Regions from separate parts of the Mus musculus genome. Here region 2 is linked to region 1. The links are chromatin contacts, called in public Hi-C maps. All regions are on one chromosome and are shown on one strand. Each heading gives the region's core, a stretch centred on a gene start, on an enhancer-like site or on the middle of the called end of the contact. The rest is flanking DNA. Distances are from core to core; before and after follow the strand shown.

Region 1 (6,760 bases), core at 1,596-4,095:
CATGCAGACATGGTGCTGGAGAAGGAGCTTAGAGTTCTACAACCTGATCCAAGGCTGCAGCAGGAGACTGCCCTGTTAGGTTTATTAGCCTGAGTATCTGACACTTCAAAGCCCATCTCCACAGTGACATTTCCTCCAATAAGGCCACACCTCCTAACAGTGCCACTCCCTATGAGCCAAGCATTCAAACACATGAATTTATAGGTGTATTTCTCTTAAAGCAACTGAAGTTGTGACTGACTTTTCTCTCTCAACACCCGCAATTAACTATAAAGCATAAATGTCCATTTCTCTCAGTTTGAGAAACTTACTGTCTTTTTTTTTTTTTTTTTTCTCTGTATAGTCCTGGAACTCACTTTGTAGACCAGGCTGGCTCCGAACTCAGAAATCCGCCTACCTCTGCCTCCCAAGTGCTGAAATTAAAGGCATGCGCCACCATGCCCGGCTGAAACTTACTGTCTTTGTGTCACTGACTCATCCTGAAATGCCTTTTCACAGTATTACTAATGGACTCTGTGCGTGTGTGGGTGCGTGCATATAGTCCCAGGCTGCTGGCAGCACCTCCCTCTCCACCACAGATGACAGTGGTGACAGGGTGTAGAGCTAGCATCTCTGCTCCCATTTTGGGACCAAAACTGTTGAGGAGTGTGTGCTGCCCTTTAGAGCTGTTTGTCACTCACTTGTCACTTCCAGTTATTACAAAGGTGAAGGCAGGGCGGGTATCTGAGAAATAGTCATATACAATAATTCTGCTTTGGTGCTCTGGGTATTTAGGTTCCTGGACATTTTTTTTTCTATTACCTATCTATTATAAAACTTCAAATTTCATTTTACAAGTCCTCCTAATTTTAGAATCTAACAAAAATCTACAACTATCTTGAGCTGGGCGTGGTGTTGTATGTCTTTGATCCTAGACCTTAGGAGGAAGAGTTAGGCAGATCTCTGTGAGTTTGAGGCCTGTCTAGTCTACATATGGGGTGCTAGGCTAGGCAAGGCTGGTAAGACTTTCACAAACACACTCTTTAAAGTCTTAAGAGAACACATTTCTAAAGTCTACCACTTAATGATTTCCCTCCGACTATTAAGTCAACCAGGCATTTCTTGAGTATCTACTTTGAATCAGAACCATGGTTAATATGGAAGACAGGAATTACTCTTGACCCACACTGGCCCTCCAGCGGTCAGTGGGTTTTTAAAGTCATGTAGGGGCTGCACAGCCAATATGGACTGCCTTGATGGGAAAGCCAGTTTCTGAACCAGGTTCACACTGGACTCTTTCTGATCTTTGAGCTACTGTGAGCAGCACCCAGTTTTCCGGTCTGCGTGTGAGAAGGGCAGGACTCTGCCAAAGGTGTGCATGCCTGCGTGTGCTAATGCCAGACAACACCAGCGCCAGGCTCCAGGCTCAGCGCATGCTCCCTGAACGGGGAAGAGGGGAAACACATCAGTGACCCTGCCCTGAGTCCTGGCGAGCCTGTCCTGGTGTACCTAGGGGCAAAGCCGTGACTGCCAAGACACGTGGGTCATCCCATTAGCAGAGGGAGACAGGCGGATGAAAGGAGACACAGTTGTGTAAAATCTCCCATGAGCCTCTAGCCTGGCAACAAAGAAAACAGTATCTATGCCTAGTGTGCCCAGGAAACTTTGGAGTCCGTGAAAAATATCAATTACAGGGTCAGCAAATGCTCTTTACAGATGGCAGCCTTTTAAGCGGAACACAGTGATGGGCAATTTCCACTGTCAGTTTGATTGGATTAAGAGTCGCCTAAGGCATTAATGAGACACACCCAAGGGTTCATCCTCTGAGCCTCTGCTGAGAGGATTAACTAAAGGGAAGGCCTGCCCTGTGTTGGTGGCATCAGCCCAGGAGGTGGAGTCCTGGATGAAGCAATGATTAAGAACGGAGAAAGGCAGCTGGAGTCCTTCGTCCCTCGGTCCTGATCTGTCTGAAGTCTAAGCGCCTAAGCTACGTGGTCCTGCAGCTGTCAGCTCTGCTGCCCTCTCAAGCCTCAAGCTGGACTCAGTCTTCCTGATAAGTCCTTTATTGGTGGGAATCTGATTGCAGTAACTGCCACGACTTGTATTTAAAGCAATCCACATGGCAACCTGGAGCCCTGGGGTGGCATGTGAGGTTCCTGTGTGCGGAGTACACATACTCCTTTCCAGTCCACACCTCCATCTTAAGTCTTCAGAGCTGGCAGCAGAGGTGCACACCTTTAGTCCCAGCACTTGGGAAGCAGAGACCAGAAATCTCTGAGTTTGAGATCAACCTTGTCTACAGAGAGAGTTCCAGGACAGCTAGGTCTACACAGAGAAACCCTGTCTCAAAAACCAAACCAACCAACCAACCAAAACATAAAACGAATTGCTTACTTCTAAGTCAGACACAGTGGCCTTTGCATTTTTATAAAATGTAAATTTCAAAGGAAGAAATGTACCAGGTGAGAGTCCAAATGCTTTGAGTATATTGAAAATCAGCTCTGCTTTCTGCAGCTGGACAGTGATATCATATTATCATCTGTCAGCAGATGTCATCTGTCAACAGGAGCTACAAACAACAGCTCGGGGTGGACACACCACACTGGGTGTGTGGGACTTCTGGCTTGTTTGTGCACAGCCCTGCCTGCGACTGGCATCCTATGTTTACGGGACAGCGGCATTCTGTCTTGTCTCCCGCAGTTAAGCTCACCCCTTACCGACCTGCCTATCTGTCATTACACTGCATCAGTGGGGCAGAAACCTTTACAAGTGTCACCTGAGTTCATGCTCTGCTCACACAGATGAGGAAAGAGAGTCAATCCGGGCTAAGCAGGCCCGGGGTCAGGCTGGGACAGGGCCCAGATGGTAGAGATGCTTCGGGTGGGAGGATCCCGCCTGAGGCGAGCGAACAGGGACTAAGGCACACAAGCGCTGAGCGGTGAGTTCTTCAGTCATCAGCATAGGAAAAGCACACACAAAGAAAACCCGAGGGAGAAAACTCAGTGTAGCTTTCTCCCACGCCTCTCTTTCTTGACTTCTGAATGTAAAAGGGGTGGTGGGAGCGGGTGGGATTTCTTTTCTTTGTGAGGTGTGGGGAGAAACCTGTGTGACCATGCCAGTGCGCTCTTGCATGGGAATGCCTGCCGAGGTGGGAGAGGGTGTCTGATGCCCTGGAGCTGCAGCTACCGCCCGCTGTGAGTCACCACCTGGGTGCCGGGAACCTCTAAAGGGCAACAAGTGCTCTTTGTCACCAGTGTTGCTCTAGCCAGCTCTTCCTCTTCCCAGGCAGACCTCACACTCACAGTCACCTGTCCACCTCAGCCTCCTGAGCCACTGAGTGTGGCGTGAACTGTATGCCAGGACCGCATGAGCTGCATGGGCTACGGACTGCAGCCCAGGCTCCTTTAGAAGTGGATTCAGCTGCTTACACTGCCTCACCTTAGTCAGGAATGACGTTGCCAACCATGCCTATATTTAGTGACTGATTTGTGTGTGTGTGTGTGTGTGTGGAGGTGCAAGGAATTTTTAAAAATTTAATAAAGATAAAACACACACACACACAGACACACACATTAGAAATCTAAACCAAAAGGCAGTAGTCTAGTCTCCATTTGCTGTTCAGTGATTGTAAAACAACACTAACTTAGATTAACCTTCCAGAGCATCTCCACTCTCCTCTAGAGTGCAAGGGATTTCTACTCTTGCTGCAACCCTGTGCCCGAGTCAGAGCACTTGCTGCCCAGTGTGGAGGGCTCAACGGGGCCAGGCTGGTGGCCACAGCTGCTCAGGGGCCATGTTCCAAGGACTGTGGGACAGTGTGAGACAAGGTGGCAAGCTTATTATACATAACCTTCACTGCGGCGAAGGAACTCGTCATCAGACCACCACAGCTGAGCTGAGCCTCCAACCCAGGAGTGGGACGAGCTTCCGACAGTGTTGCCACTGAAGGTGACAGGGCCGACTGAGAGGCAATGTGGCGAAATACAGGGACACAGTGAGGGTCACAGTCCAGATCGAGCACTTACTGGTTCAGTGAGGGTGCTGTCCTTCTCTAAAAACTGCACGACACAGTACGCCAGCTGAAAGGGAGGGGAGAGAGTGTCAGATGTCATCAGCATGGAAGCTCCCTTCTAGAATGACCCTCAACCACCCTCCCCTGCGAAACTGCCTGCTGTGGCTGAGCGACAGTTTCAGGGAGATACCTTTGGGACGGATGCTCACTGGATAATTCTTCCCCGATCTCTTTGTGACAGATTTTATAGTTGTGTGTGTGTGTGTGTGTGTGTGTGTCTTTAGAAGATGAGAATAGACAAGTAATGTAATACCTGGAAAGTTGTAGTGCAGAGTCCTACCAGAAATCTCTGCACTCTCTTTATTTGCCCTTTGAGATAACATTTATATGTAGCCCAAAGTTCCTGCCAGCCTCCTGCCTCAGTCTCAGGGCGCTGAGATTAGATGTCCCCCACGCCAAGCTCCTTTATGAATTATTACTGCTCAAGATGGATATGATACAAGACAAGCAGACCTGTTACCTGGCAATGCCAGACAGAAAATGTGCGAACAGGAGGACAGTGCATCGGGTCAGAATGGACTCTTGTTTAATTTTTAAACGAGGTCCTGTTACATACAGTGCACGCGGGCCTCAAACTCATGATTTTCTGCCTCGGACTCCTGAGTGCTGGGATTACAGTTATGAGCTCTACGTCTCGATACAAATCTTTGTTGGGGATGGAAGCTGAGACCTTGCACATGACAAGCAAGTACTGCCTGTCCTATGATGCCCACAGCCCTTCCATGCGCTTTCTTAAAAAATAATCTTTACTTTATGTGCACTGGTGCTTTGCCTGCATGTAAGTCCGTGATGGCGTCACATCCTGGAGTTGCAGACAGCTATGAGCTGCTATTTGGGTGTTGGGAATTGAACCTGGGTCCTTAGGAAAAGCAGTCAGTGCTCCTAACTGGTAAGCCATGGCTCCAGCCCCCGTCCCCCATGTGCTCTGTGTGTGTGTGTGTGTGAGTGTGGAAATAAAGTATTTTGTTACTATTTTGTTATTTTGTTTACGTGTGTGGGTAACTTTGTGCACAACTAGAAAGGGCTTCACTGGAGCAGGGGTTACAGACGGCCTTGTGGGTGCTGGGAAATGAACCTGGGTCCTCTGCAAGTGCAGTCAGTGCTGAGCCAACTCTCCAGCTCCCTGCCCATGTGTTCTTAATGCATAATGGCTCCCTGGTCTGTGCCCAGCCGTGCAGGGGATTGTGGGCTGCAACTGAGGGTGGCCACCTCCTCGAGCCCCAGCATAGCTAAGTTCTGTCTCTGGGAGAGCAGATCCAATGCAAGCAGACAGAAATGAGTCAGAGGCTGCAACTGACTAAGGTGGCAGCGTGACTACACCCTGAGACTTGCAGTTGGCTCTACAAGGTGTCAGAGCACGCCATTGGCTGTGGCCATCGGCTTTTGTCTCTAAGGCAGTAGGTTTAGATCACCACTGTTAGAAGCCTCCTTTCAAAGCTGGCTCCCCAAGTTTCTGTACAATCTACATTCCAGAGATTGCCCTGAATTTTCTTTTTTGTGTGCATAAATGTGTGTGGTCATAAATGTCCACATGTATGAATACCCGTGGAGCTGAGAAGCTGACACTGGGGTTTTCCTTGATGCTTTCCAGCCTGTACCACTGAGGTAATGTCTCTCACCTGAACCAGGAGCTAGCTACATTGCTAGATGGCTAGCCAGCTTGCTCCTGGGATTCTGCCTCTACCGTCTGAGGTTGGGAGCACAGGTGGGCTGCCACATCTCTCTGCCATTTAAATGAGTTCTGGGGTCTCAACCGTGGTCCTCACACTTGATGGCAAGCGATTATACAACTAAGCCATCTCCCACCGTTTTTTCTTACAAGGACTCTCTGTCCCCAGACTCTGAAATACTGCCAGAAGCCCGTTTTCGATGCAGTACAGTGCTGTGGGAACGGAGGCACTCTCAGACATGGCTGGACCGCTGCAGAGGTGGGCAGCTGTGCTCAGCTGGCCTTACCTGGGGATGGTAGACACTCAGGGACTTCACTTTGTGCAAGGGCAGCAACACCTTCAGCAGGAAAATCTTGTGTTCCTCCTTCAGTGGTAAGGCAAATCCATTAATTATACTGTGAAGAGAGAATTCAGTTTGAGTATTTACACATTCCAGATCATAATCAGGAGTCATGTTTTCTTTTAGCTTTTGTTCTCAGCATGAAAAGCCAATGGGCAAAACGTTTACTTCAGAATAGAGAGGATAGCGACAGGAGCAACCACAAACGGCCCTCCAGCCTGGGAGCAAGGCCATTTTTGGCTTTTCTGCTATGGGCCACAAGTCCCAGCCTAGAGGGAGCTGGGCTGCAGGAGCTTCTGGAGGCAGACAGACACCCCTAAAGCTGCAGTGGGTTAAACGGACACCCCTAAAGCTGCAGTGGGTTAAACAGCTGGGGGGGACGGGACACCCAGTTCCAGGTCCTCCCACCCAGCACTTTCCTTTAAGGCTTCGACATTCTTGGGCACAATTCCAGATCATTATCCTAGCGTGAACCAGAGTCCCGTCCCCTCCCGGTGTGCAGGCCGGGTGATGTCATTCTGTAGGAAAGGCACACCATGGAAGGACCTCAAACTGAGCATGAGCTGGCTTCTGCACGTGGCTTCCTGACTAGGCAAAGTGAACCTGTTTCTCCGAGCGAGCTAGGGAGCGTCAGAGCAGTGGTGACCTGGTCCTCTAGGACCAAGCGTGGGGCGGACATCTGTGTGGGATCCTGGATGA
Region 2 (6,456 bases), core at 3,781-6,280, 150 kb before region 1:
AACATCCCAACATTGGCAGCCACAGTTCCTCATACCTGTCATGCCTGTGCCTTCAGCCTCTGCACAAATCAGATTCCCTTCCCTTCTGTCCCCCAGAGGCAACAGCATGCCACTCATTCTTGAAGCCCGCCTCAGCTGGGTGTGGTCTTCACTCTGCCATTCACTTGCTCAGCTTGGGGGATTTGTGTGTGTGTGTGTGTGTTGAGGGAGGAAAGATGATAGGATTTATTTTGTTTTGAAATGGGGTCTCACATGACCGAGGCTGGCCATGAACTCCTGATCCTCCTGTTCCAACCTCCCAAATGTTGAGATCACAGGTGTCAGACACCAAGTTCACTCAGCTCACTCAGGTTATAGCTTAATGGCTGCTTTCTCTGAGAGGTTTGCCCTCATACCCCCAATTTCAATTTTGTCACATTGATTTCTCATTAAACTTGTGTGTGGGTGTGTGGGTATGGGTGTGTGGGTGTGTGGTTATGTGAGTACAGGTGCCAATGTAGGCTAGAGGAAGGCACTGGATCCCCTGGTGCTGGCGTTATAAGCAGTTGTAGGCCGCCTGACATGTGTGCTGAGAATGGAACCTGGGTCCTTTAGAAAAACAGTAATTTCTCTTAACCACTGATCCATGCCTACTTCCCGTGATTTCTACTAGTAGATACTTTATATGTGTGTCTACTAAGAAGAACATCCACTTCCCCAGGCAGTTGTCAGCTTTTGAGGAACAGGGACCTGAGCCGGGCAGTGGTGATGTACAACTTTAATGCCAGCACTGAGGAGGCAGAGGCAGGAGGATTTCTGAGTTTGAGACCAGCCTGGTCTACAGAGTGAGTTCCAGGACAGCCAGGGCTACCCAGAGAGACCCTGTCTCAAAATAAAAACAAAACACAGAAACCAGGAATCCGTTGTTCCTATCTGGCATCTTGTGTGTAGACTGGAGCCTGGCTTGGAGTAGTCATGTGTATTTGCCAAACCTTACCTCCTATGGGAAATAGTCACCAACACTCGGCACCTTTCATTCACGTTTAGCACTATTATAGCTATGGCTACCCTTCCTATCTCCCACAGAATGCCAGCTACACATGCGCATAAGAACAAGTTCACTCTTGCTTTCCTTTCTCAGCCCTTGCTCCTGAGATTACACTCTGCCTAAGGGTTATAACCTGTGTTCAGACAGCTCTGCTCTGGTTTAGGGAAGGAAATTTTGATCCCCTGTGGGTTTGTTAAGAAAGCTGGTTTCAAGTATGTGTCTGTTTAGCATGTCCACTGCTCTCTTTCTTCCATAGTGGTCCCAGTTCATCCCACCTCCCTCTTCTCAGAAAATACTAAAGCAGAGCACTGTGTGGTCTGCGGCTGGAAGGATGACTCAGTAGCTAAGGACACTTGTTGCTCTTGAAGAGGACCTGAGCTCAGTTCCCAGCATCCACATGGTGGCTTGCAGAGGTCTGTAGCTCCAGTCCCAAGGGATCCGAAGCCCTTGTCTGGCCTTCCAGGGCACCAGACAGGCATGTGGTGCACATAAAACAATAAAATCTTTTGTAAAAGTTAAAAAATAAACAGTTGAGGCCAAGCAGTGTTGGCGCATGCCTTTAGTCCCAGCACTTGGAAGGCAGAGGCAGGCGGATTTCTGAGTTCAAGGCCAGGCCTGAGAGAGCACTGTCCTTACAAAGGCAAGTATAAGCTTAGTGGTATAGCATTTAGCATGGGCAAGATCTGGGTTCAGTTCCCAGCACCACAAAAATAAAAACCATAAATTATAAAAACTAACAAACAAGCAAACAACAAAAAAACTCCAACAACCAGGGGTTATTCTGAGGAAGAGTGGTGAGCAGAGTCCCCAAAATGTTGGCAGGGGCCGGGCAGTGGTGGCGCACGCCTTTAATCCCAGCACTCGGGAGGCAGAGGCAGGTGGATTTCTGAGTTTGAGGCCAGCCTGGTCTACAGAGTGAGTTCCAGGACAGCCAGGGCTACACAGAGAAACACTGTCTCGAAAAACAAAAACAAAAACAAAAAAAAGTCGGCAGGGCTGCATGGATCCCGTGCATGAAGTTCTCTCTCCCCAGGCCCTAAGAGGCTGCAGCGAGCGCATCAGCCGCAGGTCCTGTGCTTCCAGAATGTTCTGCCTTCTCTCGGCATTACTGTAAAGAATGGTGCAGGACACCCATCCTCTTTCTTCCTGCCCTCAGAATAACTTTAAATTTAATACATTCAAACATTCATTTGTATGTGCGTGCACACACGGATGCAGGTGTGAGTGTGTATGCATGCCACAGCACAAGTGTGAAGTCGGAGGAAACCCTGTGGGAGTCAGCCCTCTCCGTTCCCTGTGTGGGTCCCAGGGATCAACTCAGGTCATCAGACTTGTGGCGAGCAAGCACCTTTACCCGCTGAGCCACCACACCACCCAACAATCCAGCTTGGGAGTATTTTTTAATATTTCTCCAAATCCATTTCTGATTCAGTTTTTTCCTGTGTGTTTTGCCTGTTCCCTCGATAAAATAGCTCAACACAGAGCTAGGACTGGCACTTCCTTCCACTAAAACCTCTCTTCTCATCTATCTGTCAATATATCATTGTATAACCAGATTTACTTTCTTAATGCCCTCCCCCCCCATCACTTAGGACTAGAGAGATGACTCAGCAGGTAGGGGTACTTGCCGCTCTTCCAGAGGACCCAAGTTCAAGTCCAAGCTCGCACATAAGGTGGCTCAGAACTGCCTGTAACTCCAACTCCGTGGGCTCCAACTTCTCTTCTGGATGTGGACACACACACACACTCATTGCAAACCCACCTCAAATTAACTAACAGAACAAAAGAATTTTAATAGTTATTTGCTGAGAACTGAAGTCAAAGCCAGTATTTTGGTCACAAATAGATTTTTTTTTTTTTTCTAAAAAATGTATTTAGCCGGGCATTGTGGCACATGCCTTTAGTCCCAGTACTTGGGAGGCAGAGGCAGGTGGATTTCTGAGTTCTAGGCCAGCCTGGTCTACAAAGTGAGTTCCAGGACAGCCAGGGCTACACAGAGAAACCCTGTTTCGAAAAACAAAAAAAAAAAAAATGTATTTAGGGTTGAGGGTGTTCCATAGCAGTAAATTACTTGCCTAAGTAGGCTTGAGGTCCTGGGTTCAACCCATAACACCACCAAAACAAAACAAAACAAAATACTACCAGGAGCAAGCCCGTAATTATGGATGAATGCTTTTAGAAGTGAACAAGCGCCAGTCTGGAGGACTGTTTTTAAACAAAGACCTGGAGAGGCCAGGTTCTACTGGTGTCAACACAGCAGTGTAGAAGCAGAGACTGCAGGCACTTACAGTCACAGAACTCCCCCAAGTCCTGACTGGACCACAGCAATGGCTCGCTGCCTCCTTGTATGTAGGCTTGTGTCTCTTAAATCCAAAATCCACCTGCCAGCAAAATCTACCTAAAATAACAAGACTTGACAGTGGCACATGCCTACAGTTTCAGCTCTGGGAGGGAGGAGGATTAAAAATCCAAGGTCTTCTAGTGAGTTTGAAGCCAGCCTGGGGGTTCTCGAGACTCGTGTTCGTGGGTGCGTGCGTGCGTGCGTGCATACTTATCATAAAGGGTATCTCAGCGCGGGATGGCTTTCCCACTATCTCCCAGCAGACCGCAGCCATGCTCACACACTGGCATCCCACTTTTCCCCTTAAGCTCCCTGTGAGGCAGCCACAATGGAACCCATCACGCAGCTTCCCACTTTTGCCTGCGCCTTTCCCTCCATCCGGTGTGCCCTCTGGTGCCACCAAGGACAGCTTGCCTCAGGTGTTATTTGCCCTCAGGAAACCTTCCTGGGTCCTCACTGTGCCCCATAACACCTTAAGCCAGTTTTAGCCTTGCACTTACGTCAGGGCTTACCGTGACCTACTCCTGGGTCTCCTTTCCCTGCAGTGAGCAGCTGAATTGCAACCGGAACTGGCCCTGTGGCTCTCCGACTCCCCACACTCAGAGAGACCCAGGCATGTGGAAAACTAGGTCAGCCTGGGCTCAGTGGGTTATGTCTATTATCCCCAGCACTCAGAAGACCAGAAGTTCCAGGCTAGCCTGGGCTAAATAGTGAGACAGCAATAAAAACACCGAAGACCTCAAACACATTGGCCCACACCTGTACTCCCAACCCTTGAAAGACTGGGACAGGAGGATTCAGTATTCAAGATTAACTTAAACTATATAGCAAGTCTCTGCCTCAAAGATAAATTAAAAACTTGTTTGTTTTTTTTTTCTTTTCTTTTTTCCCCCAAGGTTGACCTTGAACTCCTGCTCCTCCCGGCCCCTAGGATTGCAGGTGTGCCTTATCACACCCAGCCTTCTCTTATCTTTCTATCTCTACTGTATTCCGAACGTTGTGTGAGGTGGACTGGCTAGCTGGCTCAGCAGGTGAATGCCCTTGCCCGGGATCCTGGTCGCCTGAGTTCATCTCTCAGGACCCACGTGACAAGAGACCGACTACTTCCCATTATCCTCTGACCTTCACACTCACGCTATGGCATGAGCGCAAACCACCAAACCACAAATAAATATAGAAAGATCTTAAGGGAACTTAAAAATTCATTCAAACATGCCCCTTCTCTCCCCTCCGGGATAACAAGTATCCAGTTCCTGTTTGCGTCCTGTTGCCTGGGACAGAGTCACATGACCCCTCTAGCTTCGGCTGGGGAAGCAAGATTGACGTTCAGCCTGGCGGCGCTCGTGAGGGGACTGTCAGGGGAGACGCTGTTAGGAAAGACGGACTAGACAACCAGAGTGCCTGCCACTGAGTCGAAACGGCACTTAATGCGTGTTAAGTAGGTTCTGTTTTTATATGACCCAGGAGTCCTGCCTCAATAACAGATAAGGCCCCCTCTCCTCAATGTGTAAGACACAGAGCTCTACTTATGAAAGAAAAGTAATTATTCTTTTGCGGTTACCGCTGCCGACTAATTCCCAGGAATGCTGAAGGATGTTTACGCTCAGAACGCCTCTGGTTACAGCAGCAGGAGCCTGACTCTCATTAGCCTAAATGAGAAAGCAATTATCAGCCTACGACCAAACTGCAGACAGGAGAGAGAGCTCTGCCTCCAGATCCTCGTTGCCTGTCACTGTCTGTCTCTTGTCCCCATTTTCACTCCCTGGTGGTTTCCTACACACACACACACACACACACACACACACACACACACACACACACACACACACACACACACAATGTGCTGTGCACAGCTCCAGGCTGACATCCTCATTAACCCTGAATCCGAAGGGAAAGCAACGGCCTGGAGAGAGCATAGTTCATTGTTTAAGAGCATTAGCTACTTTTTCAGAGGACCTGAGTTCAATTCCCAGCATGCACATGGTGGCTCACATTTGGTTGTAAATCCTGCGCTGAATGCAAACGATGCACAGACATACATTTAGGCAAATGCCAATACACATAAAATGAAAATAAACGTTTTTAAAATTCTAAAAAAACAAACAAAAAAAATTTAAAGGGAAGCAACCCTGCCTGAGTGGTCTTATTCCTGTCTGGTGCTGTTCATGTCAGGGGATAGTTGAAGTGTTGGGACAGGTTGCCCAATACTCTGAATTGGGTAACTAACTACACCAGAGAAGGGTTCAGACAGGGGTTTAAGCCAAAATAGAAAGTCTTTATTAGCTGGCTGGCTACTACACTGGGGATATGGAATCCCAGTGTAGCACTGAGCCTTATTCAGGGTGAGCTTTTAAGCACAAGAATTTTTTTTAAAAAAGATTTACTTATTATTATATCTAAGTACACTGTATCTGTCTTCAGACACTCCAGAAAAGGGCATCAGATCTCATTACGGATGGTTGTGAGCCTCCATGTGGTTGCTGGGATTTGAACTCAGGACCTTCAGAAGAGCAGTCAGTGCTCTTAACCACCGAGCCATCTCTTCAGCCCTAAGCACAAGAACTATATTCTGGGTTGTCACACTTCAGTCAGCAGGACCAGTTAGCCAGAAGTGGAACTACAGAAGACAAAAAGCAAGGTGGTACATTCGGAGATTTTCCCAGAACTTTGATAGATTGTGTCTTTGTTTCCATATTGGCAGGTGGAGCTGTCTATGTGCTGAGTTTTACAGCCTGAATGATACTTCCATCATGGAGTCGGTTGTGCTAAGGTCTGGGACCTGTTACAGAGGTGTGGGGGAGGGGGTATGGGGGAGGGGGCTGAGTCCAAAATTGTTTGCCCCACATGAGTTAACACAACAGGGTTTTGGTACACCCTAAGGATCAAAAATACTGACACCACAGGAAAGGTGGATAGCTCAGCAGCCGTCCACCAAGCTGGTGGGAGAGAGACTCCATTCTCCAGGCTGCCTGTCTCCTCCACTGCCTCACTACCGGCACTGAACTCCAACATATTGTGAAATGAGTATCCCTATAACAGAAGCAAGGCAACATGTGTCCTACAACATTAGAACTACTCAGGCTGAGAA

What was found. Hi-C and Micro-C count contacts between places; a contact is called where the count stands out from the background.
Region 2: a Hi-C map of the N1E-115 cell line shows a contact between it and region 1, with 3 times the contacts expected there. The contact joins two enhancer-like sites. A contact is called at or near these places in 1 of 484 Hi-C or Micro-C datasets (the N1E-115 cell line), 2 of 115 datasets of contacts at active chromatin or transcription factors (effector CD8 T cells and embryonic stem cells) and 3 of 9 other capture datasets (adipose tissue, liver and pancreatic islet).

Annotation. Positions count from the first base shown.
Region 1 is chr12:110,552,141-110,558,900 of GRCm38.p6, reverse strand. It overlaps Ppp2r5c (protein phosphatase 2, regulatory subunit B', gamma), which reads right to left. Exons shown (of 16, transcript NM_001373949.1): 9 at 6,008-6,116; 10 at 4,005-4,058. Among named protein-coding and RNA genes, the nearest start is that of B930059L03Rik, 36 kb to the left of the region's middle. Within about 2 kb of position 2,845, at least 24 of the 459 cell types and tissues checked have an H3K27ac peak or open chromatin away from gene starts, as enhancers often do. A contact at or near this core is called in the N1E-115 cell line, where this site is marked.
Region 2 is chr12:110,705,110-110,711,565 of GRCm38.p6, reverse strand. No RefSeq gene overlaps it. Among named protein-coding and RNA genes, the nearest start is that of Hsp90aa1, 12 kb to the right of the region's middle. Within about 2 kb of position 5,030, at least 272 of the 459 cell types and tissues checked have an H3K27ac peak or open chromatin away from gene starts, as enhancers often do. A contact at or near this core is called in the N1E-115 cell line, where this site is marked.